4 separate regions of the Mus musculus genome follow, and regions 1, 2 and 4 are each linked to region 3. The links are chromatin contacts, called in public Micro-C and promoter capture Hi-C maps. All regions are on one chromosome and are shown on one strand. The core of a region is the stretch at or near the end of the contact, and the rest is flanking DNA. Distances in the headings are between cores, read along the strand shown.

The links. Promoter capture Hi-C pulls out the DNA fragments that hold promoters and counts their contacts. A called contact is a pair of places that touch in the nucleus more often than the background predicts.
Region 1: a Micro-C map of embryonic stem cells shows a contact between it and region 3, with 8 times the contacts expected there. The contact joins the promoter of Dennd2a here to the promoter of Kdm7a in region 3. A contact is called at or near these places in 21 of 39 promoter capture datasets (the 3T3-L1 cell line, 3T3-L1-derived adipocytes, the HPC-7 cell line and 13 more), 19 of 484 Hi-C or Micro-C datasets (the N1E-115 cell line, cerebral cortex, cranial neural crest and 7 more), 5 of 115 datasets of contacts at active chromatin or transcription factors (astrocytes, cardiomyocytes, embryonic stem cells and 1 more) and 2 of 9 other capture datasets (adipose tissue and embryonic stem cells).
Region 2: a contact with region 3 is called in a promoter capture Hi-C map of liver, with 4 times the contacts expected there. The contact joins the enhancer-like site here to the promoter of Kdm7a in region 3. A contact is called at or near these places in 6 of 39 promoter capture datasets (the 3T3-L1 cell line, 3T3-L1-derived adipocytes, hippocampal neurons and 1 more) and 1 of 115 datasets of contacts at active chromatin or transcription factors (memory CD8 T cells).
Region 4: a contact with region 3 is called in a promoter capture Hi-C map of embryonic stem cells. The contact joins the enhancer-like site here to the promoter of Kdm7a in region 3. A contact is called at or near these places in 4 of 39 promoter capture datasets (cranial neural crest, embryonic stem cells and hippocampal neurons), 1 of 484 Hi-C or Micro-C datasets (embryonic stem cells) and 1 of 115 datasets of contacts at active chromatin or transcription factors (embryonic stem cells).

What each region holds. Positions count from the first base shown.
Region 1 is chr6:39,555,907-39,559,501 of GRCm38.p6, reverse strand. Dennd2a (DENN/MADD domain containing 2A) reads left to right here and starts at 1,668. Exons shown (of 19, transcript NM_172477.4): 1 at 1,668-1,927.
Region 2 is chr6:38,858,785-38,862,080 of GRCm38.p6, reverse strand. All of the region lies in intron 1 of Hipk2 (homeodomain interacting protein kinase 2), which reads left to right. Among named protein-coding and RNA genes, the nearest start is that of Hipk2, 16 kb to the left of the region's middle. Within about 2 kb of position 1,555, at least 2 of the 459 cell types and tissues checked have an H3K27ac peak or open chromatin away from gene starts, as enhancers often do. A contact at or near this core is called in liver, where this site is marked.
Region 3 is chr6:39,204,797-39,208,283 of GRCm38.p6, reverse strand. Kdm7a (lysine (K)-specific demethylase 7A) reads left to right here and starts at 1,511. Exons shown (of 20, transcript NM_001033430.4): 1 at 1,511-1,843. The coding sequence starts at 1,650.
Region 4 is chr6:39,536,244-39,539,808 of GRCm38.p6, reverse strand. All of the region lies in intron 1 of Dennd2a (DENN/MADD domain containing 2A), which reads left to right. All of the region lies in intron 1 of 8030453O22Rik (RIKEN cDNA 8030453O22 gene), which reads right to left. Among named protein-coding and RNA genes, the nearest start is that of 8030453O22Rik, 10 kb to the right of the region's middle. Within about 2 kb of position 1,363, at least 91 of the 459 cell types and tissues checked have an H3K27ac peak or open chromatin away from gene starts, as enhancers often do. A contact at or near this core is called in embryonic stem cells, where this site is marked.

The DNA of each region.
Region 1 (3,595 bases), core at 419-2,918, 350 kb before region 3:
AAGGCCTCAACGATCTCCTGCAATGAGCAAACCCCTCAACTATGAAGGACATGCAACTTTGTTTCGCCTGGAACTTTAAGTCCCAGTTCCCTGGTGTCTGAAGTCCACTCTCATTACCATACCTCACCCCCTGCACACAGACTAGAGATCTCCTGCCTCAGTCTCCTGAGTGTTGGGTTACAGACATGCCTCGCCTGGTTTCCTCTTTATATGAAGCTCTAGTTTTCTTCTGAGGACCCACTTTGTGAAGTTGTAAGACTCTGGGTCTGTACCTATCCCACCCCCAACTGGCCACCCCAACCTAAGCTTTAGGCCATTAGGCTACTCTTGAAGGTCTCTAATAGCCAGGAAGGAGACTGGCTGGCACCTACCCTCAGGGCAGATAAATTGTCACTGTCAGGCCTGAGCACTTAGCATCTGGTGTTTCTCTGCTTGGACCCCTTTGCCTTTAGCATAATATTCAAATTCTGCCCAGGCCACTTGAATCCCTCCAGGCCTACCCATCGATCCTTATTCCCTCCCACTTAAGGGTCCCCCAAATACCATAATGTGACACCCCCACAACACCAGTCACACTCTTCCCTCTTTTCAGGCTGTCTTTTCTTGCCCTGTTTCTCCACCTTCTATAACTGATTCACTATCGCTGGTCACCAAAGCCCCAGAGAATGCCCCAGCCTGTGTTGGCTCCCTTAAGGCCCCCACAGCATTTTCAAGTGGACTCCAATTTGGCAATCCTTTTTTTTTTTTTTTTTTTAAGATTTATTTATTTATTATATGTAAGTACACTGTAGCTGTCTTCAGACACTCCAGAAGAGGGAGTCAGATCTCATTACGGATGGTTGTGAGCCACCATGTGGTTGCTGGGATTTGAACTCTGGACCTTTGGAAGAGCAGTCGGGTGCTCTTACCCACTGAGCCATCTCACCAGCCCCCCAATTTGGCAATCCTACTGTCTTAAAAACCTCCTGTGTGAGTGCTTTGACTGCACCCTGTGTACGTGGGACCGTGGGACCGTGGAACCGTGGGACCGTGGGACCGGTGTGCTGTAGAAAGCCAGTTCTCTGATCACTTTTCCTGACCAGGGCTTGGGACCCATTCTGTACCCTTCTGTAGGGAGGTGGGCCCCTGGATCCTTATGGCCCAGGCTCCTGAGTTGCTTAGGGGCAAATATGGACCCTTGGGTCCAAATAGCTTGTCTCATGACTGTGAGTTGTTGCTTATGGGCAAACTGGGCCTCGAAGGCCTATCTCATGACTGTCAGTTGCTTGGGGGCAAATGTGGAGCCCAATTCTGCCTGAGGCGTCCACCCTAACTGCTCAGAAACAAAGCAAGGGCAGGGAGTGTGGCTACGGCTTTGGTGCTGTCTAAATCTGGTTCTCGGCCCCTGGCTAAGCGCATCTCAAGAATGGACCTCAGTCGGGGTAGCAGAGAACCGGTTCGGCGATCTTCAGCACAGAAAAGGTTAAGCCACCGTCTCCCCCACCCCTCGAAAGGCGAGGGGGCGAGTGAGTGCGGCAGAAGGTCCTGTTTACCGTGGCTCCCCTCGGCGGCGGGCCCTGGGAGAGTGGTTGCTGTGGCAACCGGCCGGGCGCCCGCCAGCTGCGGATTAGCTCACTGGAGCCGCGGGATGGGTCGGGAGGAGGGGGCGCGCGTCACTGCAGACGGTCGCGGCGCAGCCCAGGGCAGAGGAAGGGGCCGCGCGCGCGGGAGGCCAGAGGAGACGCAGCACGCCTCCGAGGCCGGAGGCGGCGGGGACCGGACGGGAGCGCGCGCGGCGGGGACCCGAGGGGCTCGCGGCGGCCGGGGGAGGCCGCGCGGACAAAGGCGCGGAGGGCAGCGGGCCATGGCGCCCCAGGCCCCCGCCGCCCCTGCCCCGGGCGACCGCGAGTTGCGCCCCAGAACCCGCGGAGCCGACGCCCGTAGAGAGGTAGGGCTGGGCGCCGGAGTGCGGGCGACCTCGGGGGAGACCCGGGAGGGTACGCGCGGGGGCGACGAGGAGACTGCAGGCGCAAGCCGGGGCTCCTCGCAGGCGGCGCTGGGGACGCTTCAGCGGGGCCCTGGGGACCCGCGCAGGAAGCGATCCACAGCTCTTTCCCGGGTCGGGCTAACTTCAGGGCCGAAGAAACTTGCAGAAACTGGGCAGAGCCCGGCCCTGCGCTGTGCCGGAGCTCCCGGGCGGCTGTGAGTGAGTACGCGCGTGTGAGACCGAGTGTGTACGCTGGGGTGGGGGAGTCCAGGCGGCTCTAGTCGGGATTTGTCGTGGTGGAAAGTGGGGTACGTTGAAGTTTACTTCTCCCACTTTCCTCCCCAAGGATGGAGTTGGGAGTAGATGGAGCCCAGGGTAAGTCTCTTAACCACACAGGATATAGTCCTGTGCAGGAGAGTCACTGTGATATGGAGTCAGACCACTGAGCCAGAGGGAGCTCAGCGCCCGGAATCCTGTAGTGAGGGGCAGACACAGGAAGCTAAGGAGTGCCTTCCTTTGGCCCTGGATTGGAACAAGGAGAGAGCTGGGACCCTAATTTAACCAGCCTGCTGAGGAAGGAGCAGGCTGACTTCTGGCCGGGTGCTCTGATGGCTTTCAGGGTTGTGACTATAGCTCCCCAAAAGACAGGTAATTGTGGAGTGTGGTAATAGTGTTATAATAGGCACTTTACAGTAATTTGTTATGAAACACTTGCACCTGCTGTGGTTACTATAGAAAAGCCTTTCTCCTTCAGTACCAAACACCTGAAGAGTTGAATAGGCTCTTTAGGGAATGGACCACAGAGGAGAGAGTTGGAGATTCAGAGAGGAAGCAGAAGGCAAACAGAAACAGACAGTTTATTTATTTGAGACAGGGTCTCAGTATGTGACCCAGGCTGGCCTCAAACTTAAAGTCCTCCCTTTTGTCTTAACTCTCTAAATTCAGGATTACTGGTAGGCAGGCAGGCTCAGTTCAGGGACTTGTTTGTTTGAGGCAGGGTCTCAGGTAGCTTAGACAGACCTTGAACTTGATTTTGAATTAATTTTTTTAAATGTACTATATCTTTATGAGTTTCCCTGAATGTATGTCTGTACACCATGTTCATGCAGTGCCCACGGCCGCTCTAGTGCCTATCCTCTAGGACTGGAGTTAGTTACACACAGTTGTGGGCTGCTATGTGAGTGCTAGGAATTGAACCCAGGTCCTCTGGAAGAGCAGCCCGAGCTCGTGCTCTTAACTGATGAGCCATCTCTCTAGTCCCTGAGTCTACCTCCAAAACACTAGAATTACGGGAGTGTGGCACAAACCTTTATGAGATGTCTGGGGTCAAACCTGGGGCTTCCTGCTTGCTCAGTAAGTTCTCTACCAACTAAGCTATGTCTCCAGCTCTGAGACTATTTTTTAAATTAAAATAATTTTATTGCATTTTTATTTATTGTGTATGTGCTACTAGTCATGTATGTAGATCAGAAGACAATTTGTAGGAGTCAGTTCTGCCCTCCCATCGTGTGGGTGGTCAGGATTGAACTTTCAGGACATCAGGCTGAGCCAACTTGCCATTCCTCAGAGACTGTAAGGGATGGTAATAAGGGACTGGCAGAGAGCTTCGTGTCTGGATGTTCATTCTGG
Region 2 (3,296 bases), core at 306-2,805, 350 kb after region 3:
CACTCGGGAGGCAGAGGCAGGCGGATCTCTGAGTTTGAGGCCAGCCTGGTCTACAGAGTGAGATCCAGGAGAGCCAAGATCTACACAGAGAAACCCTGTCTCTAAAAAACCAAAAAAAAAAAAAAAAAAAAACCCCAAAAAACAAAAACAAAAACAAAAACAAAAATCTTTAGCATTTTTAAACAGCAAAATCAACAAATAAAAAAAACCACAAAAAGACCAAAAAAAAAAAAAAAGTACCATATATGGTATATAGGGCAGTTGTTCCCTATGTAAGAGCTGAAATAAGAAGTCAGAGCATCACTTTGCTGGGTTTCAGCTAGGCACACATGAGGGCAGCATGGCCTCCCAGCTATTCTGCTATTGCATAGGAATGAGAGAAAGTGCCCTGAGTATTGATTTTGGAATTGCAAACCAGTTTTAGTGAACAGATGAATTTACAGCACAGAATCCTGAGTAAGGAAGGTGGACTGTGACTTGTGAACCCAATTGTTCCTACTGTCATACCTACCCTGGGACTGGCAAACTTTCTCAATAAAGGTCCAGATAATATATCTCTTGGACTTTGGGCAACACTGCGCGTACTGTAGTTGCCATGTGGAAGCAACAGAAAGGTGGGCTATATTTTATTTGCAAAAGTATACTTTGAGCTGAATTGGGCACCATTAACCTACTCTGTTATTAAATACTCTGTTATTTTGACTGATTTGGTGTGTGTGTGTGTGTGTGTGTGTGTGTGTGTGTGTGTACATGCATGCATGTGCCTGTGGTGAATGTTAGAGGTTGATGTCAGGTGTCTGTGTAATCGTTCTGTTTTCTTGAGACAGTCTTTCACAGAACTCACTGATTTGGCTGGACTGGCTAGCCAGTAATTCCTAGAACCTGCCTATTTCAGCTTCCCCAGCAGAGGGGTCATCATGGGTATGCATTACTGCACCCATTTTGGATGCTGGGATGAACTCAGGTCCTCGTGATTGTGCCTCTAGCCTTTTACAGTTGTCTCCCAGCCGCATGATCTAGCTTCCTAAATTGGCTACTCATGGCTCTCCTTCTCTTCTTCCTCCTCTTCCTCTTCCTCCTCCTTCTCCTCTTCCTCCTCTTCCTTCTCCCCCTTTTCTTTTAAAGTTTGTTTTGTTTATTTTGAGACAAGTATTTCAACATAGTCCATTTCAACAGTCTTGTGATGTAGACCAGGTTGGCCTCGAACTCACAAGTATCTGCCTGCCCTGTCTCCCAAGTGCTGGGATTAAAGGCATGTGCCACCACGCCATCTCTCATGCTCAATCTTGAGTCTCTCCAGCATGTCCCAATGTACCACAATGATATTAAGTGAATGTTAGATCTGTCACTCTGCCACTTCAGATATGCAAGTGCTTCCCATCCACTTTCAGTACAGTTCTGTAGAATAGCAGAGGTCACAGCGCTCCCTGCTTATTTCTCCAGTCTCCTTTGATGCCATTATTTTGACTCTTTCAGTTCTGTGGCTGTCCTGTTTCGGGGTTTGCTGCTCCATGCCATTATGTACAGTCTCTCTGCATGGAGTACCTGGCAAGCTCCTACTCACTCTTCAGTCAGAGTCCAAATGTTACTCCCTGCCCCTGACATTCCCTAGCCCTCACTGTCAATCACATGCTGATTTCCAACATCAGAACACCCTGTTTTGTTTTTTGTTCATTTGTTTTTCATTCATAATGTAACCTTTTCAGGTATCATTGGTTTGGGTGACCTTGTTTTCCACTTTCTTCTTCCATGAGGCTGCAGACTCCAATAGGAGAGGAGTGTGTTGTGACAGTCTCTGTGGTGTCCACCATATTATAGTTATGCACTACAGAGATGCTAAGTCAGTAGACAATCACACTATAAGGTGTGTTCACACACATTTTATATGTTGCTGCAGTAGAAAAATGCAGTGCTGATTCCAAACAAAAATTACGGTGTCCATGGTTGTGAAGTTGTGCCTTTATTGTCAGAGGGCAATTCTGAGGCAGATGCTCTGTCATCAGGCCTGTCTTGGTAAGTCAGCTCTCTCCTAGACAGGAGTGCTATGGGAAGTTTGTTAGTTTCCATTTCCCCTGAGCCTTTTGGACTTCATTGGTGAGGTTTTCAGGTGGGGAGGTGGAAGTGAAGTATTATTGCTTGTGGAGGCATTTCAGCTGGCCCTGTGAAAATCCACTCTGCTCCACTTTTATCCCTCTTAGACCTCAACTGGTAGGTGCTTTATTTTTATTGAAATCCTACCATCTAGGAAAAAAAAAATCTTTGATTTGCCAGAGAATGATCTAAGCAATGGTGCTCCAATGTGGAGATTATTCTGTTATTCCAAGAATCCTGCATGCTACCAGGAAGATAATATTTCAGATGGGCTTTTATAGGTTAATGGGAATCTTGAAGCTTTATTTAACGCCTTTGAAACACTGCAGTATAGAACATTAGAAATAAGCAATAGGTGTACAACGCATGTTCCTGCTGCTGCTACAGGTTTCCTCATGCTTTTAAAATATCACTCTTATTAGATATTACCATAGCCAGACTTTTCAGGTCTTTCTCTATAAATAGGAATATGAAAAAATTTAAATGACATAATGTTAGTCATTTTATAATCTTTTTTCTTGCTAATTTTATATTTCAGCAAAGCTTATTTAATAATTTGTTCATACTGTATTTCCATAATTGAAATGTCTTTTGAATCTGATACACTGAAGTCAGCATTCACTGCAGGCTGCTGTCCTGTACCTACCTAGTTGTGAACTTCCTTGTAGTCCGTTAGCCCTGTGCAGTTGCTGGATAGACTCTTAAACCTGCCACGTGAGTCGGCTGAGGTTTCTGTAGAGAGGATGAGCGTATTTCTTTAGTCTCTAGTTTCCTATGCCTAAGGTTTTGTTAGGTTCAGGTTGACTGGAATGCACCAGACCCACAATTGGCAAGGCTGTGGTTGTACCACACTCCACATTCACAGCAATACATTGAGATACTTATTTTCCTGAGATGTCACCCATGCTATCTGAGGTTAAACTTTTGGAGCTTTGTTGGTAGTGACACTTAACATTTCAATTTAGTTTTATAATTATTTCTTTTATCATAAATAAATAAGATTATGTTTTCATATATTTAACTAGCATTTTATATTTGTTTTATGTAAACTGTATTCTGAACTTCACACATTTTCTCAATATTTTGTTTATCTTTTCTTCCTTATTCCTAATAGTTCTTTATACACTGTATTTGAAGTGAGTTGTAAAAAATCCTTTTCTAGTTAGTCATGATGTTTAGCCCATCTCTTTAATGTAATAAAATAT
Region 3 (3,487 bases), core at 262-2,761:
TAACTTCCTTTTGCTTTTCTTCTTTCCCTCCTTTTTCTCTTCTGCCTGAGTGAGGTAATTAAAAGAGGCATTATTAGCTATAATTTTTAATAGATCTTTCAGGAATTTGTTGAGCCACGATACTAAAATTACATATGCTTCAAATTTATTGGGTTTGTGTCAACCATGATTTTCAGGCCTTTCTTTTCTTGTGATGTATGTGAGAAACATACATCTGTGTAGTACAGAAAGGATTGGGCATATAACGGAGAAACAAGTTTAGTTCCAATTCTGAGATTGTGGCAATTTACTCGATTTCCTCCACTAAAAGAAAAAAAATAAAAATAAAAATAAAGGCTAGACTAAACCAGGGAGCGTCACTGCCTGGGGACGGTGAGTTGACTCACCTGTTCATGTTCCAAAACATAAGTTACCCAGGGAGCTTTATTGCTTTCTCTGGATATAAATGCTCACAGAGATTCAGCTTCCAAGTTGATTTGATAATCCTTAACATTCTATTCACTTTTCTCTATTCTAAATTTGTTGGGTAGTTTTATTCCTCAGTTTATCACCTCACATCTGATTCAGCTTCACCTTTGACTAAAAAAACAGTGATGGCCTGTGTTGCGCAGAGAACTCCTAAAGGATTTTTTTTTTCTTTTTGGTAGCATCTCCCTTCCCAGGGAAAAGACGTTTCAAAATTTTCTCCCCACTTCCCCAATTAGCAGAGCAGAGCAGAGCAGTCACAGCCAAGTTGTGTTATTTATAAAAACACCGGTTCTTCATTCCTCTCACCAACCCCATCTCAAGCCTGGTTCCCCCTTGGCGACAGATATTAACGGAATTCCTCCTGGAGACCACGTTCTTCCCCCCCCCCACAACAGCGGCTCCAATCAACACACAGATTTCCAAGTTGCTCTCTGGGAATTTGGGCGCGACGCTTTCGGAAGTTTGAGTGCGTTTCACAAGGCGTTCCTCCACCTCGGGAGGCACAACTGCTTGACGTGTCACCCCGGTCGGGGCCCACGCAGGACGGGGGTGGCATCCTCAGTGGGCGGCTGCTAAGTGACGCGAAGCGAAGCGACCCTGGAGGGCTGAAACTTCCGAGCTTCTCCGCCTCAGAATACAGCCACAGCATCCACCTTTTCACACGGCAGGAACTTCCCCCGCGAGCCTGGGCTTCCACTCGGGGAGCAGTGAGGACGGCGAGACCCGCTCCACGCACGCTCCCGCCGTCCTCCTCCTCCTCCGTCTGCAGTCGCGCGCCCGCCGCCGCCACTGCGGCGCGTGCCCTCACGGCGTCTCCGCCCCCTCCCCGGACCGCCAGCCCCGCTGCGGGTCGCCGCGCAGGTCGCCGCGGAAGGTGCCAGGGAGCGCGCGCGGAGACCGAGAACGTGCGCGGGACGCACGGCCCCGCGCTGAGCGCCGGAAGCAGCCGACGGGCCTCGCGCGTCGCGCGCGCGCGCGCCGCCCCCGCCCCTGAGCCGCGACCTTGCTCGCTCGCGCGCGCGCACTAAGACGCCGCCGCCGCAGCCGCCGCCGCTGCTGCTGCCGCCGCCGCCGCCGCCGGGGCTGCTGCTCCGGCTGCTGCAGGAGGCGGCGCTGGCTGGCGGCTGCGCTCGCTCCAGTCAGCGAGCGGAGGAGCGAGCGTGTGTGTGTGTTTTTTAAAGATGGCCGGAGCGGCGGCGGCGGTGGCCGCGGGAGCAGCAGCTGGAGCCGCCGCGGCAGCGGGGTCGGTGTCCGCTCCGGGTCGGGCCTCGGCGCCCCCTCCGCCTCCGCCCGTGTACTGTGTATGCCGGCAGCCGTACGACGTGAACCGCTTCATGATCGAGTGCGATGTCTGCAAGGACTGGTTCCACGGCAGGTAAATAAACCCCCTCAGTCCCACCGCCGTCGCCTGCGGTCACCGACCAGCCGCTGCCGCTGCCGCCTGCGCCTCCCTCGGGCTCGGCTGCCGCGTCGCTCCCCACGTCCCGACTCTTAGGCACCGAGTGTCCGGGCCGGGTGGAGGCGAGAGCGGGGGCCCCCGGTTGCCCGGCAGGCTGCGGAACGGAGCCGGTGGGCTCGGCCGGCCCGGGCGAAGAGTCGCCACAACAAACAGGAACAAAGGGGCCGGCAGAGAAGTTGGCAGGGGAAGCCCGGTTGAGGGGACGCGGTGGGCGGCACGGCTCGGGTGGCGGAGGAGCGAAGGCAGGCCCGCAGCCCGCGGTCCCCCCACCGCCCTGGCTGCCGCCCACTGCTGTGTCCCGGGCTCCCTTCGCCCCGTGCCTGCCCTCGCCAGCCGCCGCGCTTGCTGCGCTTCCGGGCGGCCGCGGCTCGGTCCGGTCGCGGGTCGCCCCCGCCGCGGGTCCCGTCGCGCCCCCTTCTCTCTTTATCAAACTTCCTCGGGCGGCGGGACGGGGCGGTGGGACGACGGGCGCGAGTAAACAGAGCAACAGATGTGGCACTCGCGAGGTGCGGGGCCCCGTCACGGCACAGTTTGGCCAGCCGCTGGCCCACCCCGCAACACACCCCCTATGGCCGGGGGGGGGGGGCGGGCGGGCCGGGCCGAGGGGACGTCGCCGCAGACCCTCCCGGGCGTCGCTGTAGCGCCTCAAACTTTACAGTGAGTGCGTCTCTGGCGACACCCGGACGGCCCGCCGCGGTGGCCTGGGCACTGCGGCCATCCAACTTTGGGGCGGTGCGGTGGCGGACGATGCCCTCCGATGCCGCCGCCGCCGCCGCACCGCAGGTTTGACGTTTGGGAGAGCTCGGGCCGCCTCCGCAGCCAGGCCGCCGACTCGTGTGTTTTGTAATCAAAGTGTGAGGCTAATAAAGGGCGGCGCCAGAGCCTCTTGACTCCGGCGTGGGAGGGATTCGCAGGCATTTAAACAAAGAAACTAGTTGGGGTTGGGCTCCCAAAGTCCTTATTTGGGTGTTGTGGCAAAGCCTGCGGTCACCTTTAGGTGAGGCAGGTTTTCTGGGCACCGTTGTATGTTGTATCTTGACGAGAGCCCGCTTGGGAGTTAGAGCTGATATGGTGACTGTGGTTGTAGGAAGTATCCTTTGATTGACAGCAGGACATTTAAATACAGCCTCCGCTCCCCCTCCCCAATATTACAGAAACATTGCACCACCAGGCCAGATGTCTTAGTCTCCCTCTACTGGTCTGGGGAGAGAAAACCATTGAAATTACAGGGTTCTTTCAGTGTTGACAACTAACTGCGTAGAGTTTGACTTAATTTTCAAGTGCAGTTAAATTTACCGAGTTTTAAAGTTACAGGACTCTGACAACAGATAGCATACACAAACGTATCACTTTAAAAGAGGGGTAATGTGCTCATTTTTGTAAAGGCAAGCTTCAACAGTCTGATAAAAGCTGAAGGGTAATGTCACTTAGTAAAATGTTTCCCTAGATTTTGATTATATATAAAAGTAAAATTTGTAGATACCAAACCTTTCCAATTCTATGCCTACATTCTCTGCTTCTATAACACTCTAGGCAACCAGAATTGAGTAGCCAACATTA
Region 4 (3,565 bases), core at 114-2,613, 330 kb before region 3:
GCCAGCAGGAGGATGTGGCAGCCTGGGTCAGCCAGTGTAGGCGTCACTCCCAACAGGGTCCTGGGAGAAGGGGCTCCGCACTTCCTGGAACCAATGACTCCATAAGTAGAAGGGTGGGAAAAGTGGGAAGAGATTTGGGCATCCTCTCCCTCCCAGCAGCCCAGATCTGGCTTCTGCTCCTGATGCTGTGAGTGTTTTCATTCACGTGTGTCCCCGGCAGCTGCCGGGTGAATGTGCAGTCTGCTGTCTCGTGTAGTGTAGGTCCCAAAGCAAGAATTGAACAAGCCAGGAGTGGCTATTATTTGGTCCTCTATCTGTAGTGGCCACTCATTAAATTATCTCAGGACACACTGGTTGTTTGTTTTGCTTTTAGTGGGTGGTGGTGGTTTTGCAATGCAAAGAAATTTTACACACTTTCTAATATGGTGACTTCATTTACTTCATCTGGGGCTCAGTACACCCTCTGGTTTAGCACTTAATACCTTCATAGTCTTCAGAGAAACTTAGGTCTTGTGGCCATCTGCCTTACTGAGACTACAACAGACATTCCTGGCACCTCCAGAGTTATAAGGAATCAGCCTCACCAAGGAAAAGGGACTTCCTGAAAGCAGTTTTCCTAAGTTTGTGTTGAAAGCTGTTAGATCACACCCAGTCTGCTATTCAGGCTGGAGGCAAAGGGCTGGGGCTTGGGTTTCATCAGTGGCTGTCTCAGTTAGGGTTTTACTGCTGTGAACAGACACCATGACCAACTCTTAGAAAGGAAAATGTTTAATTGGAGCTGGCTTACAGGTTCAGAGGCTCAGTCCATAATCAAGGCAGGAGCATGACAGCATCCAGACAGACATGGTGCAGGCAGAGCTGAGAGTTCTACATCTTCCTCTGAAGGCTGCTAACAGAATACTGGCTCCCAGGCAGCTAGGATGAGGGTCTTAAAGCTCACACCCACAGTGACACACCTACTCCAACAAGCCCACACCATTGAATAGTGCCACACTCCCTGGGCCGAGCATATACAAACCATCTCAGTAGCCTAGAGAGCTCAGCTTCCACTAATGAACCACACGAATGCAGATGCCTCTTCAAGACTCTCTCTCCCCTTCCCTTTCCACTTTGGAAAATAGGTGTGTACTTATTGAACATAACATTGTGTGTCAATAGAGATCCTTTGTGTTGTTTAAACAAAGATGATGATATCTCATCGAACCTGTGGACAGGAGTGCGGGCTTCCCAAAGAGGGTCGGAACTAGGACGTACACAGTCGCCTGCTACCATCATTCTTTCTCACTGCTAGGCTCTGTGTTCCTTAGCCCGCAGGGAGGGAAACAGCTGCTTTATAGCAACTGTTTCCTGTTCCAAACCCACAGAAATTGACCCAACTTCCCTAAAGTGGAATCTGATTGGCCAAACACAAGTTGTCCCTTAGAGCCAATTAGCCGGGATCTGTTGCTAGGGGTTGCGGGGGAGTGAGTCTCTGGCTTAAATATGGCTGCCAGTGGCCTTGGGATCTGTGGTTGAAGGCAGGGAAAGACTGTAGAAGGTGATTGCTTCTCTGCAGGGTAAGCTAGCCCCTTTCTGTGCATGAACTACCTGCTACCTGTGAGTGCTTTCTTTAAGCATAGCATTTATTGAGCTTAGCTTTTTTGCTTCTTAGATCCTAAAGTCCACTCAGTGAATGCTTTGACACAAGCAGAAAATGAGGATTTGGGGAAAGATACAGCTATCCTGAGGCTTAGTGCTAGATACTGTTCACCTACTTCAGGACTCTTTTTATAAATTGAAATGGCCTTCCTGTTGTGATCAGTTCATTGTATTCAGTTGTTACACTATCAAAATTTGAGGTCAATTTTTCACTGTGCAAAAGAAACCTAGAAAAAGAAACCCGGGCTGGAGAGATGGCTCAGTGGTTAAGAGCACTGACTGCTCTTCTGAAGGTCCTGAGTTCAAATCCCAGCAACCACATGGTGGCTCACAACCATCCGTAATGAGATCTGATGCTTCTTCTAGGGTGTCTGAAGACAGCTACAGTGTACTTACATATATATAATAAATAAATAAATCTTTAAAAAAAAAAAGAAAAAGAAAAAGAAACCCGTATCCAGCATGTCCCTTGGTCATCCAACCTCCAGAAGCCCTAAATGACCTCTAAGCTGCTTTGTCTGTGTGGACTGGCCTATTGGGGACATTTTAAATGAAATTACACAGTATGTGGACTTTTAAAAAAGAGTCTTAAAAATTATTCTTTTATTTAATGTATGCGTGTGTATGTGGTGCGGGTGGGTGCCTGCAGGGTGCAGAAGTCCTGGATCCCTCAGAGCTGCAGTAACAGGTGGTTATGAATCACCAGATGTGGGTTCTGGGAACCAAACTCATGTTCTCGGCGAGAGCAGTGCATGTTCCTGTCCATTGACCCAGACAGGCCAGGTCTCACTCCAGACCCAGATTCGTTTTATTTTAAATTGTGTGTGTCAGTGTTTCTGTGTATGGGTGTGTTCTTTCCAGGGCAGGTGCCCACAGAGGCCAGAGGCATCAATCCCCCTTGTGTTGGAGTTAGGTGGTTGTTAGCCATCTTACCTAGGTGCTTGGTACCAAACTCAGGGCTCCTCTGCAAAAAGAGTTGTAGCACGTGTCTGTACTGCAGTCCTGTTTATGGCTCAGTAATATTCTGTTATTACTGGATATACCACATTATTTATCCATTCATTGGCTGATGGTTATTTGGAATTATTTGTTCAATGCTTCCATTTTATTGCTTTCTGGCCATTATGTGCAATGCCCCTCTGGACATTTCTGTAGAATATTTATGGGCATTGGTTTTTGTTTTTCAGGGCAAGTGTTACTTCTGTTACTAATTGTGCTTGTGCTTAGAGCAATGCCTGGCAGACTGTAACTGTTAGTTTCCTCACCCTGACCATCCCAGAAGGTTATGAATGAAAGTTATTTCCTGCCTGTTGCCCTTAGAAGCAGGTCAAGCTGCTCCAAATAGCCTGACCCTATGGGGTTCCTGAGGTTGCTGTCTCCATTGGGGCCTGGCAGAGCTGAGATTCTTGAATCAAGTCTTAGAGAGGTGATGATCCCATGTCATTCTTTATCTCGGGTGTGTAGGGGACAGAAACCAAGGCTTGAAAGGTGAAAAGGTGAAATATGGGATTTGGACTAGAGAGATCTGCCTGAACTCCCAGTTGTTTTACTTAAACTTGGTGATAATAAGCAAGCCTCTGACCCTTGATTTCATTTTTAAAGTGAGGCCAATTCCTAGTGGGTGGACATCTAGTTCTTCAGAGGCTGCTGTGGACCCCCAGGCTCCGGCTGTGTTGTGAAACTAGTTCTCGTTGGCTGTTGCTGGGTTTCTGACTGAGAAAGACCCAGGCCCTTCTCAGAAGTTCCCCAGGGCTCAAGACTCATCCAGTTTTATGGAATTACCTTTTCTCTTTTGGTACTGGAGGTTGAATCCAGGGTCTTCTTAGTACTAAATGTGTGTTCTACCACTGACTAACGACCTGACCACTGGCTAACTGTAATTGACCACTATTCAGTTGAGCTGCTCAGGTGTCCAGTAGCACATTAA